Regions from separate parts of the Mus musculus genome. Here regions 2, 3 and 4 are each linked to region 1. A link is a contact called in public HiChIP or PLAC-seq and promoter capture Hi-C data. All regions are on one chromosome and are shown on one strand. Each heading gives the region's core, a stretch centred on a gene start, on an enhancer-like site or on the middle of the called end of the contact. The rest is flanking DNA. Distances are from core to core; before and after follow the strand shown. Region 1 holds the start of Ap3b2 (adaptor-related protein complex 3, beta 2 subunit). Region 2 overlaps Sh3gl3 (SH3-domain GRB2-like 3). Region 3 overlaps Sh3gl3 (SH3-domain GRB2-like 3). Region 4 overlaps Sh3gl3 (SH3-domain GRB2-like 3).

Region 1 (3,000 bases), core at 318-2,817:
AGAGGGTTGGGCAGCCAAGGGTGTGGGGCTTCAATTTGAGGAAATGCTAGGGCAGATTACTGAGTCGCACCAAAGCTAGCTCCGATTTGCTCTGATTTTGGGCCTGCTATCCCCACAGGCAGGACCTCCAACCAGAATGGAGTACAAACGTTTCTGGGTTACTGTGAGGGTGTCGTGTGTAAACAGGGGCACAGAGCTCTGCAGCGCTCCCGACAGCTCTGGCGTGTGCTACGCAGGCGCGGTGGCGTTGACCCTAGGGTGCTGGAGAGCCGCGTGCGAGAAGCTATGGACAACGATCCTCCTCCCTACCATCCCACTAGCAGCAACTGTGTGCACTTTGCACTGAACCTGTTGGGCATGGACTCAGTAAGTGCCTCTCTTCTACCTGCCCACATCCCATGCCAGCCCCAGTCTGCTAACAAAGGCACCTAACCAACTTGCTCCAGCATAATTCAGATGATTCCCCTCTCCACTACACCCAGACCAGGTTCCTTTCATCTTAAACTCTTTACTCTGGCAATCTAAAGTCCCCAGAATAGGTGTACCTATTTTTGAAGTTACACACTTTGAAACCCTTTAGCGCCAGGTAGACCTCAGGCTACTGTTCTTAGATCCTGAGCAGATATATTTACTGAACATGACCGATCTCCAACCCAGGGGCTGCTCCAACTCCATCCTTCTTTTTGCAGTAGAACTTTCTATTGATCCAAAGTCCGCCTTTCTCAGTTCCATCCTTTTCCAAACAGTCCACCAATTCTGATCTTAGAGAATTGGGACCCTAGTCTACAAATCTCGGTCCTTGGGAATACTTCCATTCTATGAGCCTGGCCAGGAGTTCCCAATCACTCAACCTCATGTCCAAAATCTAGACCAAAGATAAACAATTCACCATCAGCCTAGTCCAGGGTGTTCTCTCTAATCCAGAACTAGCTACAATCCTTCTTCTTGCTTTCCTTCCTTCCTTCCTTCCTTCCTTCCTTCCTTCCTTCCTTCCTTCCTCCCTTCCTTCCTTCCTTGGGTCTTAGGAGCTAAGCTTGATAAATCACAAAGTCCTGGAGACCTGGCAATTACACCAGACCCTAACTCAATCTGTTCGTCTTCTTTCCCTTCTAGATGTCAATGGACAGGAACCTAACCAGTGATTAATGTGACCTTGGGTCCTCCTGAATGGGCCAAAAGAGGTTTCAGAAGGGATCATTAAAGTATTTTCCCAAACGTAATTAGGATGTTGGAGGTTCTCTTTACTCCACCTAGAACTGATTTGCTCCCAGAATGCCCTTAGCACTTGCTTCCTGGGTCAGCCTCCTCTTAAATTCCACTTCTTCCAGGAAGTTGCTATGATTCCCAGTGAGTAAGCAGGTTATCCTCAGAGGGATTTAGACTGTGTGAAAAAGGATGGAAAGGTACCCACCCCTAAATCTCCAAGGTAGATGTTCCAACCCAGGCCTGCGAGTATGGCCTTCTTTCAGTGTCCCTCACGTCCCCCTCTCTCACTGCATGGGTGGGCGGGTCCGTGGAGGTCAGGTGATCGGGAGGGCGGAGGCAGGAGGTCCGCATCCCTCCAAAGACTATACAGTCATCAGCCCTGCAGCCTTGCTCACTGTGAGAGACCTTTAGATGCTTGCAGTTGCCAGAGAGTTCTGAGAGATTGGGACAGGGCAGGCGCTGTTCCTCCGTCCCCTGTCAGCTCACCCCAACCCTGCACTCCGCGGGTGGTGCCGGTCCCTTTAAGAACCTTAGCGCTCAGCCCTGATTGCTGAATCTGCGCGCTGCCTCCGCCGCGCAGATTGCAGCTCCGCAGAGCTAGGCGTGCATCCCATTCCTCGACCAAAGCCCAACCCGGCCGCTCAGCCACCCCTCAGCGCAGATCCATGTCGGCCGCTCCGGCCTACAGCGAAGACAAGGGCGGCTCAGCCGGTCCCGGGGAGCCAGAATATGGCCACGACCCGGCGAGCGGCGGTATCTTCTCCTCGGACTACAAGCGGTGAGCTAGCGAGCGCCGGCCGGGTGCGGCTGGCGCGCAGGCACCATGGACAGCGCCCGCGAGGCTGCGGCCCTGCCGACCCAGACCCGCCCTGCGCGCTTCCCGGGGTTCCCGCAGCAGGGCCACTTCGCCTTTAGCTACGAAGGGGCGGGGGACCCAAGGCTGGTGGGGGAGGGACCAGACAGGCGGGGTCCTTATGGAACAGCTGCGATGATGTTTGCAGCCTTTTATTCGCTGGCTCAAAGAGAAACCAAAACAAAACCCCCAAAACCAATTCCGTAGGGGACGGGTCTGAATTGGGGAACTGGAGTTTGAGTGTGGTCCACTCCAGGAAGCCGGCCCTGGATGTAGACTGAGAAACTGGCTCCTCCTGCAAATTAATTTCTCCATCTTTCCCCAACCCCCACATTGCCCTATGATTCAGCCCTACTTGGTTTGAATCTTACCTTTGACTCATTCATTTATTTGTTCATAAATTCAATAGCACATTAATTAAAGGCCTGTGGACCTGTTAGTCACGGAACGGAGTAGTGAACAGGAGCCAATAGATTGTTCCAACCGGGAGCACAATTGTAGCCCTGACAATTCAAGGGTCAGGAGTGGGAGTGCAAGACATGTTCCATTTCAGGGAGGAAGGTACTCTCGTGTTAGAAATGGGTCTGGGGTCTCAGGGAAATCACCACACAATCCAGAGCACAAGGCGCAAGCGAATGCACTTCTTCAGAAGGGTCACTCAACCAGGCAGGTTCACCGAGTGCGAGTCCCACTGGATTTTTATTACTAATGATCGGGTGACCCTGTTCCTTACCCTGCATGGTCAGTGCTAGGCCTCACATGCTCAAGCAGCTGCAAACAGCAACAAACCCTTAAAAGTCAGTCAACTGATATGCAAAGTGCAACTTTTGAGAACAGGATGCAGCTGTGAGCACATACTTTGATCTTAGACAAATGTTAGGCTGTGAGCCTGTCCAAAATTCATAGCCCCTGGGGCTGGCAGGCCTCTACTGGGAAGAGTA
Region 2 (3,000 bases), core at 334-2,833, 790 kb before region 1:
TGTCATCTCATCCCATCTTGGAGCCCTAGGATCATGAGGTCACATCAGAGCTGTCAAGTTGATTTGTTATTCCGAATCTGCAGTAACTTGCCCATCTCCAGTAGAAAGACAGGGCATCAAATGGAGGGATGGAGTTGCCATCCTACAGTCAAAATTCTGACCCATAATTGTTCCTGTGTAAAAGAACTGCAGGGACAAAAATGAAAAAGAGACTGAGGGAAAGGAGGTCCAGTGACTGTCTCTTACGGTTATAAAATTATATCCTGAGTGGTTTGTTTTTTAATGTTCTAAAAGTCATGGATCTAAAGATGGCAGGAAAGAGTTTCCCAACTGTAAATGAAACCAATGGTAGGCATGAGAGCTTGCTTAGGGAAATGTCCCTGTGAGTACTTTCTAGTTAAGCCAGAACAAGGAACAAAGTCAGCTAATATATACTCAGAGAAACTGGGGACATAAGGCAAGTCACACCTGTTCCAGGGCAAATAAATGTTCCCTGCGTTTCTGCTGCCATTCACAAAGCATCTTCCCTGCCACATACAGCAGAAAGGATGAGCATGGAGACCCCATTGTTCCTCTTCCCCACAAATACATACATCAGAAAGGATGAGCAAGGAGACCCCATTGTTCCTCTTCCCACAAATACATACATCAGAAAGGATGAGCAAGGAGACCCCATTGTTCCTCTTCCCACAAATTGGAATGTTCGTGAAGGTAGTGGCTGATTACAGTGGCACTTGGGGTGGGGGAGAATGGGGAGAGGATTACGGCAGGGTCCCATGTTGCCCACATTCTCCTCATACCAATTATATAGCCAAGGCTGGCCTTGAACTGCCTCCTCCTCCTCTCAAGTGCTGTGAGGTTTTGTTTGGAAGCAGTTTGTAAGAAAGGCCCAGAAGAGCTGCAGTCTTGAAGAAGGACCTGAGAGAAACCTGCATCAGGGGGGCTGAAGAACCACCACAGCAAATCAGGATTAAGTTTATTTCTAGAACCTTCTGTAGCAAGCCCCCAAAGATTGAGGTAATTCCTCCCAACCAGCCATTCCCAGTCCAAACCTCAAAACCTCCAGATCTCCACAGAGACACAAATCAAAACCGCCCGTCGCAGGCTTCGCCCAAGCAGCCTTTTCTTACATAGCATTCTAACCATCCGAGGCAGGGTCTGGTTGTTCCTCACTCCGCCATCTGCTTCTCCCTGAGGAGCCAACGGGGGAGCTGCTGGCTTCCACAGATCCATTTGCGTTCGTGTATTGTTGAGAACTCTTCCTGCCCACGTTTTACAAACACAGCTTCAATGTGTGTTTACAACATATACAGAGCCCACTCATGCCAGGAATGCAGTGGGCACACGCATGACTAAGGAAAGCCCTGGCATCGTGCTTGCCTTACCGTGCTCTGTGGCTAGGAAAACAGCCCTGGCCCTCCATTTCCCAAAACCCAATAAACAAAACAAGGACAGCCTGGGCCCTGCAAAACCCAAGGATTTCTTACATTTCACCTCTTTGGCTTTTACCAACACTTTTGAACAAGTCCAGCACCACAGCCTGACATGATCGTGGCAGATTCTGCTAAGAATAGAGCACTGCTCCCTTGCAATGCTACAGCTGCACGCTCTGTGAAAATCGCCGTGACCTCTCTGTCTCTAGAAATAGTAAGGTGTCTGTTTTGAGCCTCATTTTAACTAAGCCAGCTATCTGCAAAATTCAAAGAGGGCTAAAAGCAACCAGGTGAATAACTTGATCGTGCATGTGCAGTTCACAAATATCGTGCACGTGAGTGGGAGTCACACCAACTATGCTCTCTGACAGCTAAGATCATGCAACCTAGAACTCCATCTGGAATCCTTCCCTTAGCAGCTGACTTTGGGAAGGCGACAGATTCCAGAGCCCCTAAAAGCTTGGGAGACAGCAACATCAGCACTCCACGTGGTGCCTGCACATAAGGGGGTGCCCAGCAAAGTTACCAGACTCGGCTCTTCCTACTGAGGGCAAGTCAGATGAAGGCAAGTCAGATTCAAACTGGATTATCTCGGTCACGGTCAGGAGTCAGAAGCTTCTCTCTGCCTCCTAGGACGTGAGCTGTATGTGAACCAGCAGAGATGGCGTCTGCTTCCAAGGGTACAACTTGAACTAAATACCTTGAAGGACAGAGCCAAGCTAAAGCAACAAACTCGGGGCCTGCAAAAGCCAAAGACTGTCCAGGCAAACACACCCTCCATCGGCCACATTACGAAACTTGAAAGCTGCCTGTTGGTTTCATTTGTGGGTGAAAGCTATGAATATGCTAGGTTGTACAGGAAGGGGTACCCAGCAGATAGGTTACACTAGCAACCTTGAAACACGGTGGTATCTTGGGTTTCCAAGGTAGCCCAAAGTAACTATAAACTGTCTTTGGGTTGATAATGCAGCCCAGATGGTAGAATGCTGACCCTGAATGCACCAAGCCCTGGGTTCAACTCTCAGTGTTACCTAAACCAGAGGTAGAGACAGGAATCCCAGTGCTTAAGAGGAAGACAGAGAGGCAGAGCCAGGCGAATTTCTGAGTTTGAGGCCAGCCTGGTCTACAGAGTGAGTTCCAGGACAGCTAGGACTACACAGAGAAACTCTGTCTTGAAAAAAAAAAAAGGAAAAGAAGAAGAAGAAGAAAAAGAAGAAGAAGAAGAAGAAGAGGAGGAGGAGGAGGAGGAGGAGGAGGAGGACGACGACGACGACGACGACGACGACGACGACGACGACAACGACAGAGGGTTCCAGGTCATCCTCACTGCAATGAAGCCAAGCTAGGAGCCACAAAGCTAAGGAATTCTTGTGCTCTCCAGAGACTGCAAAGGATGACAAAGCAGGCTCTTTCCTTCAAGCCTCCAGTCCTGCCATCTCCCCCTATAGTCTAATTTCCAACCTCCAGATCAGAAGGCAATCGATTTGTACTCTTTAGCCGCAGTGCTGCTTGTGGACACTTGTTACAGGAGTCACAGAAAACGAACAACACTTTTTTCTTCTCTTCT
Region 3 (3,000 bases), core at 137-2,636, 770 kb before region 1:
ACAGAGGCAAAGTTGGGGCCAGGACCTGAAGCAGCACGGCCTAGATTAATTACCCATGCCTCAGCCACACCCTGACCAGCGCTGCCTCGTTATACACGCCTCAGCCTACTATTGAAATCAGAGCCTCCTTTCACATGGAATGTTCGTGTGTTTCTCTTGGTGCAGACGGGGCTACACTGAATAAGCTGCTCTGCCCAGGTTTGCCCTGCCACCTGCCTCTTTAACGGGCTTGTTGAGAACAAGCAGGTCAGGATACAGGAGCTGATGCAGATGCCATGGATGGGTGTTACTTACTGTCTGAACCCAGCTTGTCAGAGCTGCCAGCGCCCAGACCTTGACTCTAAACCCAATAACATAACTCCAGATGTTTGTTTTTAAGTATAGCATATGAATTGAATAATCTAGTTGGTAAAGAAGCCATATACATCCTATCATTATATATATTAATAAATTTAAAAATCAACTTTAGATATGTCAATGATATTAACATGTTGAAAGGGTTTTCAATGCACAGAATTTCTTTTTTCAAAATCAAACACAAAATAAGCTTCTCTTCTTAGGGTCTTAACACTTCTAGGAAACCGGGCGTGGTGGCGCATGCCTTTAATCCCAGCACTCGGGAGGCAGAGGCAGGCGGATTTCTGAGTTCAAGGCCAGCCTGGTCTACAAAGTGAGTTCCAGGACAGCCAGGGCTACACAGAGAAACCCTGTCTCGAAAAAACAAAACAAAACAAAACAAAAAAAAAACAAAACAAAAAACAAAAAAAAACACCTCTCGGGCACTTCCTGGAGGAAGGCTGGCCAGGTCCTACCTACATTAAAGAGAATGCCCTCCCAACCCACACCCAGAGCGGGCTTTCCCCCAACCTGCACTGCCGGCCACACCCAGGCCCCCAGCTCCGGTCTGAGGAATCTAATCGTTAGGACAAGCTCTGCTCAAAGGGCCCAAGACAAAGGGGAGGAAGCAGAGCAGTGTGGACCCAGCTCCGACTGCACCAGAGCCACTCTCCAGGTAGATGACCAGGGGACAGGACAGGGGACAGAGTCTGCAGTCCATCATTGGAGTGCCAAGCCAGGAACACTCTTCTAAATTATTTCATCTGCATATATGATTCTAGATGCCCCCATGTGAGGCCAGCCGGGCACACATACTTATCTCTGTATCACAGCTGATATGTCGGTTCTAATGGCAGAAAAGTATTTGCTGTGCAGCTGCTGAAACAGATGGGAACAACAGCCTAGATTACCAAATGATAAATCAGTTGTTATAAATCGGAAAAGCCTTGTCACACAAGCCTTGAGACACAGTTGACTCTCTAAGACATATGAGCACCATTTGGCCCTGGAGTTGTTGCCAAGGCCCACATGTTATGCATTCTGACAGCTGGCCACTAGGGGAACCAGTTAGTCACATTCCGTTTCCTTCCTCAACTTGCCCAGACTAGATGTGGTTCAACCTGATCCTGGCTTGGGCTGGGAAGCACTGGGGTCCTGCCTTCCCGACTCTGCACCCCATGCTTGCATTTGAACATTCTGGATTCCCACTCCAGGTCATATTCCCAATAGTAGGCGGTTCTCTCTCGGGCACAGACAGCCCATTTCTAACCCGTCACATGTTCAAAAAGCTTTACCTTTTCCATGTTCAGAAATTCTTCATCTAGCTTCGTTCCTTCGGCACCACTTATTTTTTCACTAAACAGCTGCAAAAACAAACACAAATGCTTTCACTGAACAAAGATTCTCTATATTCCTTTCATTGAAATTAGTGACAAAAATCTTGGCTCTGGCGTTGTTGGATTTTTGGTTTTCTGTACACTGGGGTTTTGCCTGCATATCTATCCCTGGAACATTAGTTACAGACAGTGAGCTGCCATGTGGGTGCTGGGACTCGAACCCAGGCCCTCTGGAAGAGCAGCCAGTAATTTTAAAGGTTCCTGAGTTCGAGCCCTGGAGCCCACGTAGAGGTAGAAGGAGAGAACCAACTCCACAAGGTTGTTCCCAGACTTCTATATGTGCACTGTGGCATGCGTGCGGGTGCATGCACACACACACGCACACCACAACAGCTACTAATGAGAAAAGAAAAGATCATGGAACAATGTACACTTCCCATTTGTCTAAGCTTTATCATGCACCCATCCTCATCAGATGGCACAAAGCAGTTCTAATACACGCAGTGACAAGACAGCTAGGGACACAAGAGTGACAAGAGTTAGCAGCACCCCAACAGCCTGAATGTAAGAGACAGGCGGTAAAAACGGACAAATACTAGGACCAAATGCAAACTATTATCAATTCATCAACTTGACAGACTCTCAGGGCTGCTTAGAAAGTATCTCGTCTGCAGAGCAGGAGGCAGATCATTCAAGACCTGACTCCTAGAATGCGTGGCATTTGAGTTTGTTTTTTAAGGACAGTGACATTTCAGTGTGCAGCACAGCGGGAAAGGTCTTCTGGGATGTGGTGGTGTTTTCAAAAAGGAAAACTGAGAGGAATGGGAAGGGTGGTTTGATACTGAGCACAGTTCCTATCCTTTGTGGCTATCTGTACAATAAGAGAGGCTTAGCAGCATCCCTGCTGTCTACCGCTAAATGATAATAGAAGTCATGTGCTCACTGTGCACACTCATGTGCACACACACAAACACATGCACACATCTGCCACACCACTCTGACCACCAAAAAATGTCCCTAGATAATGAGAGATCAGTGTGCTCACAAAACAGTAAGGAGTTTCACTCCCAAGTGAAGACTGCTCAAGGGGAGGACGGAAGAAGACATTGAAAGGGAGGCAGAGGCCACAGATCGCAGCCTGGCAAGCCAGAGGGCATGGCAGACAGGTCTCTAAAGACCAACACAACCACTTAGAGAAGCCTTTCAGAAAAGTGACTCCGGCCCCAATGGATCTGGCTTCGTGAACAAGGAGAACGGACTGCCATAACAAAGCGTGTTGTCTTTAAAAAGTACTTCACTGTGATTTACTTATGGCTTTAGAGTGTTG
Region 4 (3,000 bases), core at 331-2,830, 710 kb before region 1:
AAAGAGAACGCTGGGATGGAATAAATACACCTGTAATTCCACCGCTGCCAAGGTGGAGGTAAGAAGAACCTGGGTCTCACTGGCCAGTCAGCCTAGGCTACTCGGGGACTCCTGGGCCAGGAAAAAAAGCTGTCCAAAGGGGGTGGGGGGACAAAAGGTGGCCAGCACCTGAGCAATAACAGCTGTGATGGCCGTGTAAATCACACACACACACACACACACACACACACACACACACACACACACACACAATGAGACACTGATCATCTAATTTGAAGTAAGGGAAAGACTGTCAAAAACAAGAAAGACATTCTGGAAAATAGAATTGTAGCTTTGGGGATTGTGACACATGACAGGAAACCCCATGACAGATGACAGGCACCACCATGATAGATCACAGAGATCTCCATGACAAATGCAACATCCCAGAATATTAGTAGTGCAGACGGACAAGGTCTGGGAGCCAACTCCAAGTGGCCATGATTTGAAAAGGGTAGACACAGAGGGGGCAGACAGTGGACAGACCAAAGTGTCCCTGACAGAGTGGAGGGGTAGAAACTACACCATGTCTCAAGGAGACGGTCACATGAGATAAAGACACAAATGCCCATGGCTTCATTGGAGGCCTAGACTGAACAAGTTCCTCAGGGGACAGAGAAGGCGGGTGATACTGGGTTGTTGGTTGTATAATGCAAGCAGAGGCTGGGGTGATGGCCCAGTCAGTAAAGTGTTTGCCTTGTTTTCCCCAAAGCTCACATTTAAACAGCCAGGTGTACACAATTCCGGTGCCAGCAAGGCAGACACAGGTGGACCGGTAAGGATCTAGAGTGAGCCCCAGGTCCCAATGAGAGACCCTGACTCAAAAAAACAAGGAAGACGACTCCTGAAAAGTGACACCCCAAGTTGACCTCTGGCTTCCATAGGCAAGCACACACACATGTACACACACACACACCCTTTAAAACCAAAATAGATGCATGAGGTTTGTGAGAGAAGGGCTGCCCTTTGTGGGATCTGAGCAGGCAGGAAAGAAAAGAGAAACTAAAAAGCCCTAAGTATTCTGCTTTGAAAAGCAGGATGCAGAGGTCTCTAGGAAAGGAGCCCAGTCTCTCAACAGAACGGAGCTAAATGAAAACCAAGTTGAACGGAACTTTCCTGCTGACTGGGAAGCCCTGTTAATGTCCAAAGTGGAGGAGGAAAGCTTGCAGTACCAGCACCCACAGCCTCCACCACCCCCCCCAGGTCACCAAGCTTCCCCCGAGACACCAGCTGCCCCCACACCCACAGCACCTCATTTGTCAAGAGATGCCAAAAATGCTTCTTGTGCTCATCCACTCCACTTCCTCCCATGTCAAAAGAGGACAGAGAGGAGAGGAGGACCATTCAGGGGTGGGCAGAGCAACATGTAAGACCCAAAGCCAGAGGGCAGAGTTCAAACCCTCAATCTACCCAAACGCTTGCAAGCTATATGACCTAGGACAATAGGTACCGGTCTCTGGATTCTCCACAGCCACCCTCATGCTACATGAGCAGAATGCAGTTCCCCTGGAGGCTGCACTCTGCCCGTGGTCCCGTTAACATAAGCATGGACACATGTGGGAGGGGAGGATGTGGGCGGGGCGCTGACTCACGCAGAGCCAGGTGTTCAGTAGTAAGCAGGGGGCTGCACTTCCTTTCAGTTTCCGGACTGTGTGCATTTCCCTCTGGGAAAGTGCAGACCTTTTGGCCAGTTCTCTGTTAACTCACGCTCTCAACCCTACTCCTACCCAGGACTGAAGATCCATCCTGCCTCCTTTTCCCCCTATAAATGTTTCCATTCTTCCTCTTGGAGCCATGACAGCCTAGCTGCAACTCTGTTAAAGCTTCTATTATGCTCCTGGCATGTTTGTCCGAGGCCAAGGTCACACTGGAGTGGCTGACCATGCTGTAAAGGAAAAACCCCACAACCTTACCCAGCTCCTGGCCCACCCCTCCTAGCCTGTTCAACCTAGTAAATCTAGCTTGAGACAGTCAAGAAGAATGGGGGGTGGGGGCAGGGCTACAGATGGAAAGCAGCTGCAACAGAACCAGAGGTCAAGACAATTTCGGAGCAGAGACTCCTGAGATGGAACAGATCTGAGTGATGCCAAAGGCTCCAGTCTGGCTTTGAGGGATAAATTATGGGGAAGAGAGATGCCAATGCGGAGCAGATGTGGAACAAGAGTGGAGATGCTGAGACCACACCCACCAAGCTGTTGACCCACTGGAGAAAGGTGTATGCCCTGGAACCTGAGCTAGGAAGAGGGTCACTTAAGCTTGCCTCAGAACAGGATACTAGAAGGGTACTCGTATGGGATTTTGTTTTGTTTTATTTTGCTTTAGTGTTCTACTATAAAAATTATGAATATGTCACAAAAGTAAACCAAAGAATTTAATAAACCACCATGTCCCCAACCCCCAGCTTCAGCCACTGTTGAAACTGTGTTCATCTTTACCTCACGGATGTCCCCAGCACTGTCACCCCTCCACACACCACCACTGGATTATTTTAAAGTAAATCCCTTGGAAAACTTCCAAACAAATTTCCCAAAGCTACGAGTACTGGTTTTCACCTCACCAAGAAACCGTGATTACATCTGAGGATAATTTAGCAGTAATTTCTCAACATCTAGCATCACGGTCCATTTAAACACCCTTTGACAGATGGATTGTGTGGCTCGGGTGCCAGAAGGCTCTTGGACACATGGAGCGAATCTTCCCTGTCTTTCTTCGGCTCCCACAGAAACAGACTGGGAAGCAATGGTAAGGGTGGAAACAGTTTGGGAGGGCACATCAGTAAAGCCAGGAGGGGAAAGGAGAGGGAGGAGGGCCACCCACAGTGCACTGTCATGGGGAGGAGCTGAGCAGGTCAGAGCTTTCAGTGGCCCTGGGTGATGCTGGAGGCACCTCCCAGTTTTCCGAACCCTAGGGCAATTTTCCGACTAGCTCCCTGTCCATCGCATCTGGATTGATGAGAGGCCA

The links. Promoter capture Hi-C pulls out the DNA fragments that hold promoters and counts their contacts. HiChIP or PLAC-seq counts read pairs in DNA pulled down with a chosen protein or histone mark.
Region 2: a contact with region 1 is called in a promoter capture Hi-C map of hippocampal neurons, with 2.3 times the contacts expected there. The contact joins the enhancer-like site here to the promoter of Ap3b2 in region 1. A contact is called at or near these places in 8 of 39 promoter capture datasets (3T3-L1-derived adipocytes, the C10 cell line, the HPC-7 cell line and 5 more) and 1 of 9 other capture datasets (liver).
Region 3: an H3K27ac HiChIP or PLAC-seq map of embryonic stem cells shows a contact between it and region 1, with 2.1 times the contacts expected there. The contact joins the enhancer-like site here to the promoter of Ap3b2 in region 1. A contact is called at or near these places in 5 of 39 promoter capture datasets (the 3T3-L1 cell line, the C10 cell line, embryonic stem cells and 2 more), 3 of 115 datasets of contacts at active chromatin or transcription factors (embryonic forebrain and embryonic stem cells) and 1 of 9 other capture datasets (liver).
Region 4: a promoter capture Hi-C map of pre-B cells shows a contact between it and region 1, with 2.2 times the contacts expected there. The contact joins the enhancer-like site here to the promoter of Ap3b2 in region 1. A contact is called at or near these places in 3 of 39 promoter capture datasets (the HPC-7 cell line, HPC-7-derived erythroid cells and pre-B cells) and 1 of 115 datasets of contacts at active chromatin or transcription factors (large pre-B cells).

What each region holds. Positions count from the first base shown.
Region 1 is chr7:81,492,492-81,495,491 of GRCm38.p6, reverse strand. Ap3b2 (adaptor-related protein complex 3, beta 2 subunit) reads left to right here and starts at 1,567. Exons shown (of 26, transcript NM_021492.3): 1 at 1,567-1,984. The coding sequence starts at 1,872. It overlaps BC048679 (cDNA sequence BC048679), which reads left to right. Exons shown (of 6, transcript NM_001193274.1): 5 at 119-366; 6 at 1,114-1,218. The coding sequence ends at 1,146.
Region 2 is chr7:82,280,929-82,283,928 of GRCm38.p6, reverse strand. All of the region lies in intron 6 of Sh3gl3 (SH3-domain GRB2-like 3), which reads right to left. Among named protein-coding and RNA genes, the nearest start is that of Gm51492, 15 kb to the left of the region's middle. Within about 2 kb of position 1,583, at least 19 of the 459 cell types and tissues checked have an H3K27ac peak or open chromatin away from gene starts, as enhancers often do. A contact at or near this core is called in hippocampal neurons, where this site is marked.
Region 3 is chr7:82,258,832-82,261,831 of GRCm38.p6, reverse strand. Sh3gl3 (SH3-domain GRB2-like 3) reads right to left here. Exons shown (of 9, transcript NM_017400.7): 2 at 1,632-1,700. Among named protein-coding and RNA genes, the nearest start is that of Gm32903, 4.4 kb to the right of the region's middle. Within about 2 kb of position 1,386, at least 4 of the 459 cell types and tissues checked have an H3K27ac peak or open chromatin away from gene starts, as enhancers often do. A contact at or near this core is called in embryonic stem cells, where this site is marked.
Region 4 is chr7:82,203,226-82,206,225 of GRCm38.p6, reverse strand. All of the region lies in intron 1 of Sh3gl3 (SH3-domain GRB2-like 3), which reads right to left. Among named protein-coding and RNA genes, the nearest start is that of Sh3gl3, 30 kb to the right of the region's middle. Within about 2 kb of position 1,580, at least 64 of the 459 cell types and tissues checked have an H3K27ac peak or open chromatin away from gene starts, as enhancers often do.